Linked DNA regions of Xenopus tropicalis: region 2 is linked to region 1. Evidence: chromatin contacts called from public Hi-C data. All regions are on one chromosome and are shown on one strand. The core of a region is the stretch at or near the end of the contact, and the rest is flanking DNA. Distances in the headings are between cores, read along the strand shown.

The links. Hi-C and Micro-C count contacts between places; a contact is called where the count stands out from the background.
Region 2: a contact with region 1 is called in a Hi-C map of gastrula embryo, with 3 times the contacts expected there. The contact joins the promoter of hes5.8 here to the promoter of hes3 in region 1. A contact is called at or near these places in 2 of 5 Hi-C or Micro-C datasets (gastrula embryo and neurula embryo).

The regions. Positions count from the first base shown.
Region 1 is chr7:98,778,606-98,784,353 of UCB_Xtro_10.0, reverse strand. It overlaps hes3 (transcription factor HES-3), which reads right to left and starts at 3,804. Exons shown (of 4, transcript XM_002933842.5): 1 at 3,594-3,804; 2 at 3,375-3,470; 3 at 3,053-3,134; 4 at 1,995-2,605. The coding sequence starts at 3,647. The coding sequence ends at 2,214.
Region 2 is chr7:99,552,251-99,557,326 of UCB_Xtro_10.0, reverse strand. It overlaps hes5.8 (transcription factor HES-5), which reads left to right and starts at 2,125. Exons shown (of 3, transcript XM_031905854.1): 1 at 2,125-2,214. The coding sequence starts at 2,179. It overlaps hes5.9 (hairy and enhancer of split 5, gene 9), which reads right to left and starts at 1,339. Exons shown (of 3, transcript NM_001044486.1): 1 at 1,246-1,339; 2 at 243-423; 3 at 1-63. The coding sequence starts at 1,308.

The DNA.
Region 1 (5,748 bases), core at 2,555-5,054:
TTGATGGTTTCGACTAATAGACAAGGCCAGTAGTGATGATTAGCAAACCAGACTGACAGGGACACCCATTTTGATTAAAATAAAGTGCACAAGCCCGATGGATGTTTTTGGAAACCCCAAACATCTTTTTGATATCCATAACTGATACCAATGACAAAGAGTAGGCCGTGTTGATGTTCATATTTAGATATCAAAAGACAGTCACCTGTGATTTAACTTTTTTTATGTTGTAGAGAATAATATTCTAAAACATTTCCAATTGGTCTTAACTTTTTATTATTTCTGTTTTTTTATTATCTAATTTTTGTTCAGTTTTGAATTTCAGCAGTTGTCTGGTTACTGGGGTTCAAATAACCTTAGCAACCAGGAAGTGGTTTGAATGAGAGAATGGTATATGAATAGGAGAGGAGAAGACCTGAAGAGAAAAATAAGTAATAAGAAGTAACAATAACAATAAAATTGTAGCCTTGCAGAGCAATCGTTTTTTGGCTGCTGGGGTCAGCGACCCCCATTTGAAAGCTGGAGTAAGAAGAAGAAGGCAAATAATTAAAAAACTATAAAAAGAAAAATGAAATTGAAGACCAAATGAAACGTTGCTTAGAACTGGCCATTCTATGACATACTAAAAGTTAACTTAAAAGTGAACCATCCATTTAAATGTAATGGGGTCAGAATTACTACTTTTTTAACGTTCCTTGTTACAAGCTAGAGCAGACCATACCTTGCATTGTAAACAGGTCTTGAACCCCAATAAAACCTTGTATTGTGTATGCTAGTAGCCCATATGCACGATTATCACCAGTAACAGCATATAATGTAGTTCCGAGAATGGGAACCACCTGCCCTTACAGAGCATGGCTGCCTCAGCTATAGGGCAACGCGGAAAGTTACAGGTCACAAGTCCTAATGCAGTTTGTGCTACACGGCAGTTACTCCTGATCTTTGGGGCTACAGGGTGCAAACTCCCTGGTACTCTTTGTGCTTTATTAAATGCGTGTATGAATTGACTTCGATATACTGGTGTATGGACTAGTTAGATATGTGTGTATATGATACTACTGACATACAAATGTATGTACCAATCAAATATTAAATGTACATACATGCCGCTTACTCATATCCGAGTCCTAATTGGAAGAGCAACAACCAGCTAAACTACAACTCTGTAAACTTGCAATGAATCAATGTTGCGCCTCTCTGTCTGTCAATAAGAATGATCTTGTGCAAAACGGTGTTGTTCTGTAAGTGCTGCACTGGTTTTCTAGTAAATACAAAGTATCACGATGGGTTTTTGAATATGCTCCTCAGATTAATGCCTTATTATCCCTAAACGTTTTAGATTCAGTAATACCAAAATGCCCCTTTTAGCCTGAGTGTAGATGCAGCTAATTGCCTGTGTGTATGAAGGACTGTGAGTGTCATTTGTGGAATAGCAACACGTTAAAATCATATAGACAGGAGGATCTAGCTGGAAATGTTCTGTAGACCCAAAAACTTTGCAGGTCATGGTCATCGGGCTGATCTGTCTATAACTTCATATTTTCAGTCAGTTAGTAATTACACCTTCTGCCTCCAGGAGGCTCCAGCTGTTTTAAAATACATGACTTTCCATGTTGGCAGGGGCTGCTGGGAGTTCAGCCTCGAATAGAGCAACGCAAGTTGCAATGTTCTGTACTGGCGTGTGTAAATGGGGTTGGAAGAGCAATGTTAGATGCGCAAATCTGCAACTGCCAACCTGGGACTTTTTCTGGTTGCTACTAGGGGTCACTGGTCCTTGCACCAATGGGATGCTGACCTATGAAACTACATTTCTACTGTTTTATACTAATTCTTCTCCTGGTCGTATTGCAGTCTGTTATTCAAACCATCATGTGGTTGCTAAGGTTAGTAACCCCAGCAGTTGAATTGAAAGCAAAAGTCTAAAATCTATTAAGAACCATAAAAAATGTTGATAGACCTTTTAAAATGATCAGCGGGCAAGCATATATACAAATGTTTTATTAAGGAAAGAAAGCATATTACACGATAAAATATAGTATTTATTTGTATAAACAAAGTACATTTTGCGCATATATCTATCTATCTATATATATATATATATAATTAAAAGATCCATATACATAGTATATACCAGAATCCATTCTTATAAAGAACAACCTGTATTCAGCTCTGTTAGAGCTTAGAGCTATTTGAATTGTTTCAAAACAAGGAGTTCACCATGGTCTCCACACGTCTTGGTTAATGGCTCCGTTGCTACTAGGTGCCACCAGCCCATGGCCCTGAATTGCTAAATGTCCTGAGGATCGGTCAGTAGGTAACTGACAGTCAGATGGTGCGATCCTGCGCTTGGTCGTTTGGGTCCCAGTGACTGAGTTGCCCATTTTTCCAGCCAAAATCTGTGTGTAAGGAGTGGTGTTGGCTGGGGGTGAGGCGCTGTCCTTAGTGCTGAAATAAGATGTATTTACTGCCGGCAATGCCCGGGCAATGTCTTGGGTAAGGTGGGCGGCTTGGCCTGACTCATCCGCTCTCAACAGGAATTGGTTCACTCCATTAAGGCAGTTTCGGAATCCAGCTTGGTACTCAGTACTTCTGTACAGTGGATTTCCTGCTAAGAACAAGCATAAAGAGACATGATGGCACCAGCAGCTTTATGGTATCATACAATAAATATAGTAGAAGGAAAAGGGGATCAGGCATAACAGAAGGGAAAGAAGTGTAGAGACTATCACTTGTGGGGGGGGGGGGCAATAACATCAGAAGGAACAGCGACATAAGAGAGAATGTGACGGGAAATAAAATGGGAACATAGGCAGGGGTGGGGATACTGCAGGTAGAAGTGAAGGGATCTGAACTGAAAGAAAGGCCAAGTTAAGAAGGAAAAACACGGTGGCAGGAAAGGGTTTGAGAAAATGGGGCCGAGAAGAGATGCAGAAACGAGAAGAGTTTTGGGGGGCACAAAGGAGAGGACAATGAACTCAGTTTAAAGGAGCAGAGAATTTATGGGGAGGAAAGAAGAGCTTGTGAGAAAAGCCACGGGGTGTAAATGACTTACCTTGAATGGAATTCTGAAGGGTTTTCAGATATTTTACAGTCAATTCAAGAATGTCTGCTTTCTCCAACTTGCGCTTCCGAATCTAAAAGAACCAAATAATCGGTTAAACTCGCCTTCACTTCAGTATTACATTTACTTTATACACGAACCATATCATTTATGCCACCACAGTACAGAAGGAAAGGGACACTGAATTGTACTGCATGTTTGTCACTGATATGTGACTGATGGTATTATTAGTTATGTATTTATAGTGTGGCCCATACATGTATATATAACGGGACAATTATTTACTTTAGTTCGCTAGGTCACTAGTACTTACATTTTGGGAGTAGTTCTTTTCTAGAAGGCCTTTGAGTTGCTCCAGAGATACATTGATCCTTGCTCTTCTTTTCTTTTCCATCAAAGGTTTAGATACCTGAACAGAGAGAAGAAGGGAGAGCAGAAGTGAGTGGCCGGTTCCTCCATAGCCAGTCATGGAATTACAGCACCGATGGGGGGAATTAGGGAGGAGAGAGAGAGAACAGCACAAGATACTAACCTTTCTCAGGCTGATCGGGTTGGATTCTGTTTGAGGTTCGGAGTGAGTCCCCATGTTTGAGAAATTCGGTTTTTGCGCACAGACCCGGGTAATGTACCAGTGAGGAGCTGAGTGGGGCAAGCAGGCTGGGGGCCAGAGTGGGTCAGCAGAGAGGGGGACTGAGATAGATGCTCTATGAGATTCCAAGTGAGACTGAGGTAGAGTCCGTGTAGGAATGCGGATTTATAGGGGCAAGCAGATTTACATCTGAATGCAGCACTTGACCCCCTGGCCTTTGGCTATCAATAGAAAGAAAGCATCAGTCCATTGCCCAGTCAACCATGAACTCATTCATGCCAAGCTTTGGTTATAGAGGGGATTGCATTTTATGGGAGTCTTCTGGTTGTTAAAGTCTCCTATGTCTATCTGAGGGTACAGATTCATTTACTGCTGATTGGAAGAAAGGAAATTTTCTTCTATACAGCCAAATACAGGAGGCAGAGAATTCGTGTGGATAACTTCAAGACAGATACAGTAGATAGATAAATAAAAGATAGATGATAGATAGATAGATAGATAGATAGATAGATAGATAGACAGGCAGATAGATGATAGATAAATAGATAGATATATAGATAGATATAGATAGATAGATAGATAGATAGATAGATAGATAGATGATAGATAAATAGATAGATAGATAGATAGATGATAGATAAATAGATAGATAGATAGATAGATAGATGATAGATAAATAGATAGATAGATAGATAGATAGATAGATAGATGATAGATAGATAGATAGATAGATAGATAGATAGATAGCACAACATGCCCCACTAATTATATATCCTGTAGGTATCCTGTAGGAACTACAGTCCAGGTTATTATGGCTCTTTTGTGCAGTTTTTGTATGTTTAATGTATACACCCATTTACTGTACAAGGCTGCTGGATATGTTGGCGCTTTATAAATACATGTTAATATTAATCATATACAATAATAAGTAGCAATGGCAGAGGTTCCTCAGGCTCTTCTCAGGTTCATACATATGAAGGGAGGAAGGGGGGCATTAATATTCCCCTTGCAGCCTGTACTGCTATGTTCTTAGCCACGTGGGGTCCCCCCCACAGAGCATGAAATGTCCCCCACAGAGACCCACAGAGACCCCCAGCCCAGCCTTGCCAGCGGCACAATTTACTACTTTCTGTGTGGCTGTCATGCTATGCTCAGACAGCGGGGGCACCTGGCTATGGCTAATGGCCCAACAATAAGGCAATTTTCTGCCCTTTATAGCTCGGAAATGAGAGATGCACTGATTTTCCGCTTTTGATCAAGACATAAAAACCATAAGGCGCAGTCAGCCCCCCCCCCCAGGTAGAAAGGCCCATTCCTTTCTCTTCCAGCAGCCCCCAGAACGGAACGTATCCTGTGCCATTCCTACACCCAATGGGGCATTTACTGCAAGTGTAGCCTGTTGAATTGGCTTCATGATCTCTGATCATTATTATTCTTTAGAAACCAACTACAATTCCTTATAACACAACTAAAACAAGTAACATTAAATCATTTGTGTTTGGATTTGCGAATAACATCACCTGTGTTTCAGCCTTGTGGTACAACTTGTGTGTGTGTGTGTACAACTCAGATGTGCCCATATTGTGCCTCTGTTGTGCCTGTTTTGTGCCACCCTTCCCAATAAGCATCTCTATGAGAATCTCTATTGCCTGCTGGGTCCCTGGGAGCTAATTGCCCCAATACAGTGAGACAATGAGGGCGCACCTTTCGGCAGTGGAGCAGCGGGTGTGACCGACCGGCCCAGCAAATGGGCAAATTAGCAGCGCTGTTGAAGTAATTTGTTATTTAATGATGGTTTCACTGTGTATGAAGCCTGTTTTCATCGGCCGCTTTACAACCTGAATGGAAGCCACTCATTTGCAGTTAAAAGGGAAGGCAAAACACAACAAAGCAGAACAGAAAGATCAAATGGTCCCAGTATAGAATAATGGCCACTCAAACACCCAGTAAATAGATCAATTTCCATGATAACACCTGACTTAAGTATCCAGATTTCATATAAACACATTCACATAAGAAACAGGGTTTACCACCAGAGAAACAGATGATCTGCACGTTGGTTTTCATATTGGCTAAACCGAAGTACGTAACCAAAAGA
Region 2 (5,076 bases), core at 876-3,375, 770 kb before region 1:
AAGTGAAGAACTCAACATGTTCCGCTGTGGATGCTGGGAAAATATGTTTGGAAGTTGGCACAGCTATAATGGAGAAAAAAACAAAAAACAAATTAACATTTGCTGTCTAGGCAGGGATTTAACTATACTAGAACTTTATATATATATATATATATATATATATATATATATATACAGTATATAGTACTTTTTCATTATAATACACAAATTTTAGTGAGTTAGGGAGTTAAGGAATCACTCACGTTTGCCCATGATTTGAAGCTGCTGTCTCAGTAGGCTCACTGCCACCTCCAGAATGTCAGCTTTCTCTGGTTTGGATGGGAGATGATGACTATCAAACTCTTTCTCCAGTAACATCCTGAGCTGCTCGATGCTGCTGTTAATCCGATCTCTCCTCATCTTTTCAACCACTGGTTTTCTCATCTAGGGAAGGAAATATAGTAAGCCTATTAGTACAGAACCATGTAGCCCCCACATACCCAGAAATGCGCACAGTTGAGTCCATATCCATATTTAGCATTCTCATAAATTGTGACCCAGTATTTCAGCTGGCCACACGAGGAAAGAGTCTTTACTGGGTGGGGTTGTTCATTGTGTTATCATTAAGTCTGATATCTGGGAGGGTATGATAAGAATCAGGGGAAAGTGTTTTCTAGCACAATATCTTTTTACTACAATATGTTTTTACCACTAAATGGTGATGTTCTGCTTAGGATCAAGCTATTTGGTAGCTCCCACTAATATCTACAGACGCAAACATGTAGAGAAAAAATATTCTCCCTATACTCTAATAGATATTTACATAACCCTACTTATTAATAGGGTTGTTGCATAGTATTACAATTACCAACAAAATAATCTCAGTTGCCAGGGATGGCAGAGCCTACATAATATGTGCATGTTGGACTATTTATTATCTGTAATTTGTTTCCTAGTTATTCATTGCACTGCTACAAATGACCAAATATTAAAATACATTGATATGTATAGCCTAGTAGCATACAAACAAGGCAATGTTCAGCATTTGAACTACAAAAATCCAAGCCAAACGTCGGGGGCCAAAAGCAAATTTTCTTTCTGCCCTAAGCTAAAACTGGCCAGAATCCTAGGGCCAAGATTGGGAGTAGAGAAATCCAATCCATATATGGAAACAGTTAAGGTGGCTAAACACATTGGTATCCATCCAGCAGGGACAGATTTGTTAATAAAAGCATGCTATTATAATACACTGGAATCAAACTGTACCTTTCTCATATCTTTGCCAATGTTATTCTCCATGTGGTGCATCCTGTTGCTATAGGGAGCCATAGTGCAGCAGATAAGTCCACGTGTCTGTAGTCCGGCAGTCTAATATCTGTGAATGGAGCAGCCTTCCTATATAGGCTAAATACTGGCAGCCAAGTGTGAATTGGAGGTTCCCACACTCAGCAGCCAATGAGAGAGGCCGGTGAGACAATGGAAGTGTGGAACAGGACAGCAGTGCATATGGAGCCTGGAATAAAACTTGGAGAGGAAGAAGAGTGTGGGAAAGCACCAGGCTATACAACATGGGCTAATTGATCTCCTGCTCTTCCTTTCACATCTGTTGTTATCAAAACATTGACGTTAAGCCTTTAAATATCACTATTAAGGGAACTTGTGTGGCTGCTGGGCTTGTGTCTGCAATGCAAAGACTCTGTTTTGTTTACAGCTCGTGTCAGCTACTGATCCTACAGATATCCCGAATCATAATACTTTAAATAAATTACTCACCTAGCAGAAGAGGCACAAAGTCATAAAGTATGTTTAATTTTTAAAAAAAGGTAACTGATCAGAAAGATTTTAGAATTACTTTTCTGTGTTGGATGACACACTTTATTATTTTATTTCTGATAATTAATTACATTTTTAAAAAATGAATTCAATTAATTAAAACGTGTGCATTTGCAGATTGGTACCCATACTTCAAACTATGGATTTAAACTATAGCCAGTGCCATATGAACACCTTGTAGCTAAAAAGCTAAGGGCTATGGTACACAGAACTTCAGGTTTTAAGGTGCAGTTCCAATGTACCCAGTAATGTCCTCCATTGGGATCACCTGCAAATGCTTGTTTGTTAGTTGATTGCCATAGAAGTCAATGGGGCACTTTCAGAAACCAGTCTCCTGACACAAGCATTTGCAGGCCATAACCATAGATGTCAATGGATTCTTTAAAAGAAAATTTAAACAAGGTATTTAAAGTGGGCAAATCACCTTATATGCCATTGCCTTAACAGTAAGTATACTTTATTAGGGGTGGGGGCAGACCACACAAAAAAAAAAAATATTGTAGTGTACGCTGACGTCTTTTGAAGCATGGAAAAAAATATATAAATTTATTAAATGAATCTATAAGTCTGTTGTGTTGCAGAGCCTATGTACTTGCCTAGCGTATGCATTACCAGCTGTTATCTGGCACTGATCAATAAGTGTGTGCTGCAGACTGGCTTTTACAACAGGCAGGGAGTGTGCATAGCAGCCTGGGATTTTACAGCTGCTAGGAAGTGTGCATTCCATTCTGGGATAACAGCCAGTAAGTGTGCATCACAGAGTGGAAGTTTACAATAGTCAGTAAGTGTGCTCTGCAGACTGGTCTATACTTTACAATTATGGTTGAAAGGGAAGCAGAGCAGGTATATGACTCCATGTAGTGATGTATCACTTGACACTTTTTCTTCCCCCATCATTACAGGCATGTTAACTCTTATTCAGAATGCTAGGGATTAGCGCTTTCCAAACAAAACATTTTGCATAAAGGATTTTCGCATAAAATATCCCATATCCATATCAGTGATCCAGTGCTTTTTAATATATATTCAGGTAACTAATTTTTTATGATACAAAAAAAAAAACTGGCCATACATCGGCCAATAAAAGCTGCTGACTCCCACTGACAGGCCTAATATCTGTCTGAAAGTGGACCAGATATCAGTCAGTTGGCAATGTTAAAAAATCTCATCGGACAATGATGGCGCATTAATATGTTCTTTGGGCAACGGGTGTCTGTCTGTATGGGGGGACCTGGACTGTGGGGTCCCCCCACCCCAGTTCCTTTCCTACCTCTAAAATTGTGGTGTGGGCTGGGAGTTGTAGCTCGAGCAGGCTGGGAGGTTGTGGGGGAGGAGCGACTGTTTGCACTGGGCCCCCTTAGAATATTTTTTTGCAAGGGGGCCCAATGCGACGTTACATTACTGTTTCCCACTATTATTGTCAATGCACTGCTCTGCTGCTGTGTTGCAAAAATGGCATTAACATCCTCAGCAAAAAAACCCACTGAATATTTATTACTACACTGAATATTTATAATTATTATAAACTAGAGGAACGGAGTGCATGCTTCAGGACAGGGTCCTTGTTAAATTCTGTCTTGGTATGTCATTTGTTATTCACCAGTCTTTGGCACAGCACTGGGTCCATAGCCAAAGATAAGGCAAAATTCTGATATGATATCCCAGTGAATATGGCTTTATGGCTGAATTCATGGCCCCAGTCCCATGCTGAATACCTAATGCTGCTGTTATGCATAGGAAGAGATTCCCACGGCAATGTAGCACCAAGACTTTGATCTTGTGGGAACTGCTTTGATGAACAGATACCAACATGTCTCCAGCCCCTCCTTCTCTCACCTTGCCTTCCTTTACATACAGGTGTCAGATCTCACAGACCAATGTGAACTGCTCTCTGCACTTCAGTTTCATGGCAGACTGGCCTATTCCCACACTATGGATTATATTAGATGCATCTATTTATGGAGCAATTTGAATTGAGACACTTTGGGGTATATATTTACTAAAGGGTGAAAGTTACAGTTTGGTGTATTTTTACCAAAATTTTAAATTAAAATGTGAGTCCTATAAGTTACGGTGCCAGTTGAAATTTTGCCAGTGCTAAACTTTGCGTTTGCCAATTTTTTAAAAGGGCAATTAATTATTTTTTTGCCAAGAGGAATTTCTCCAGGTTCTGACTAGCAAACTACCATCATAAAGACAGAGCAGACACTTTTGTTTTTGTGTGATCTATGTCATATCCTCCATGCTAATACCCCATATAGGTTATTTCTTTATGAAAGAAATAGCAAACTGACCTCTTTGCAATTGTATAGGGAATATACAGTGTATGTAAAAAGAGGCAACTTTTTGTTGCACCTGGTAACTGGCCGCTCAGTGGCGTCTGAAGCAAGGTTGACTCATGGCAGGAACATTAAACACAAAACCTACAATACCTCAACTGGCCTTCAGACTGAGCCCCCTTTCTCTCCTACACAGCTTTGGCCCCTATAGTGAGGTCAGCCACACAGTTTAAGGACCTATAACTTAAGTTGGGCCTTATAGGGTTGACATTTTGTCCCCTGTGCACTGTAACAGTTTGATTCAACTCTTATTAATACATACATATTTAGGCCAGTTTTTGTCTGTATTAGTCTTTTCTCCACCAGCAAAGAATGAAGTTCTCTACAACAGCAGGTTGCCCACACAAATGATTTTTTATACTGCACAGGGGTCCCTGTATAGTGTGTCCACAGGAGGGCGACTGCTGCACTGGAGCTCCCTACTGACCCTGCATCTGTAGAAACTATGCTGACGCAACTCTAACTGCAATCTAAGACATCATTCATGCACTGACTCACTGAACACCCTCTAACTCCCATGGCATATCACCTTTATCTCTCTGTGCCACCTGTCATTTATATCAATAATAGGTAGAACAGAGAGGTATCAAACGTTCTTCATCAGCTAAAATATCCAGCTATTATTACTCAGTGTGTTAATCCAAAATTATCAATATTTCAATGGGCTGGCTTTATATTTTGACTGCAAAGGCCTCCTTGGTTACTCTAACCAATGACTGAAATATTTTATATGTATAATATGGGGCACAACATGAGTGATAAAATTAACACGGGACCAGCTGCTTGGCAGTTAGTAGAAGTAAACAATTTGTTCTGTTTTCTATCTGTTTTGAGCTTGTCAAACCACAGTTGGCATCCTAGTTGGCTATGGTGGTGGTACAGAATGAACGACAGTCTTGTGGCCAATAAAATGCCCCTGTTGTCA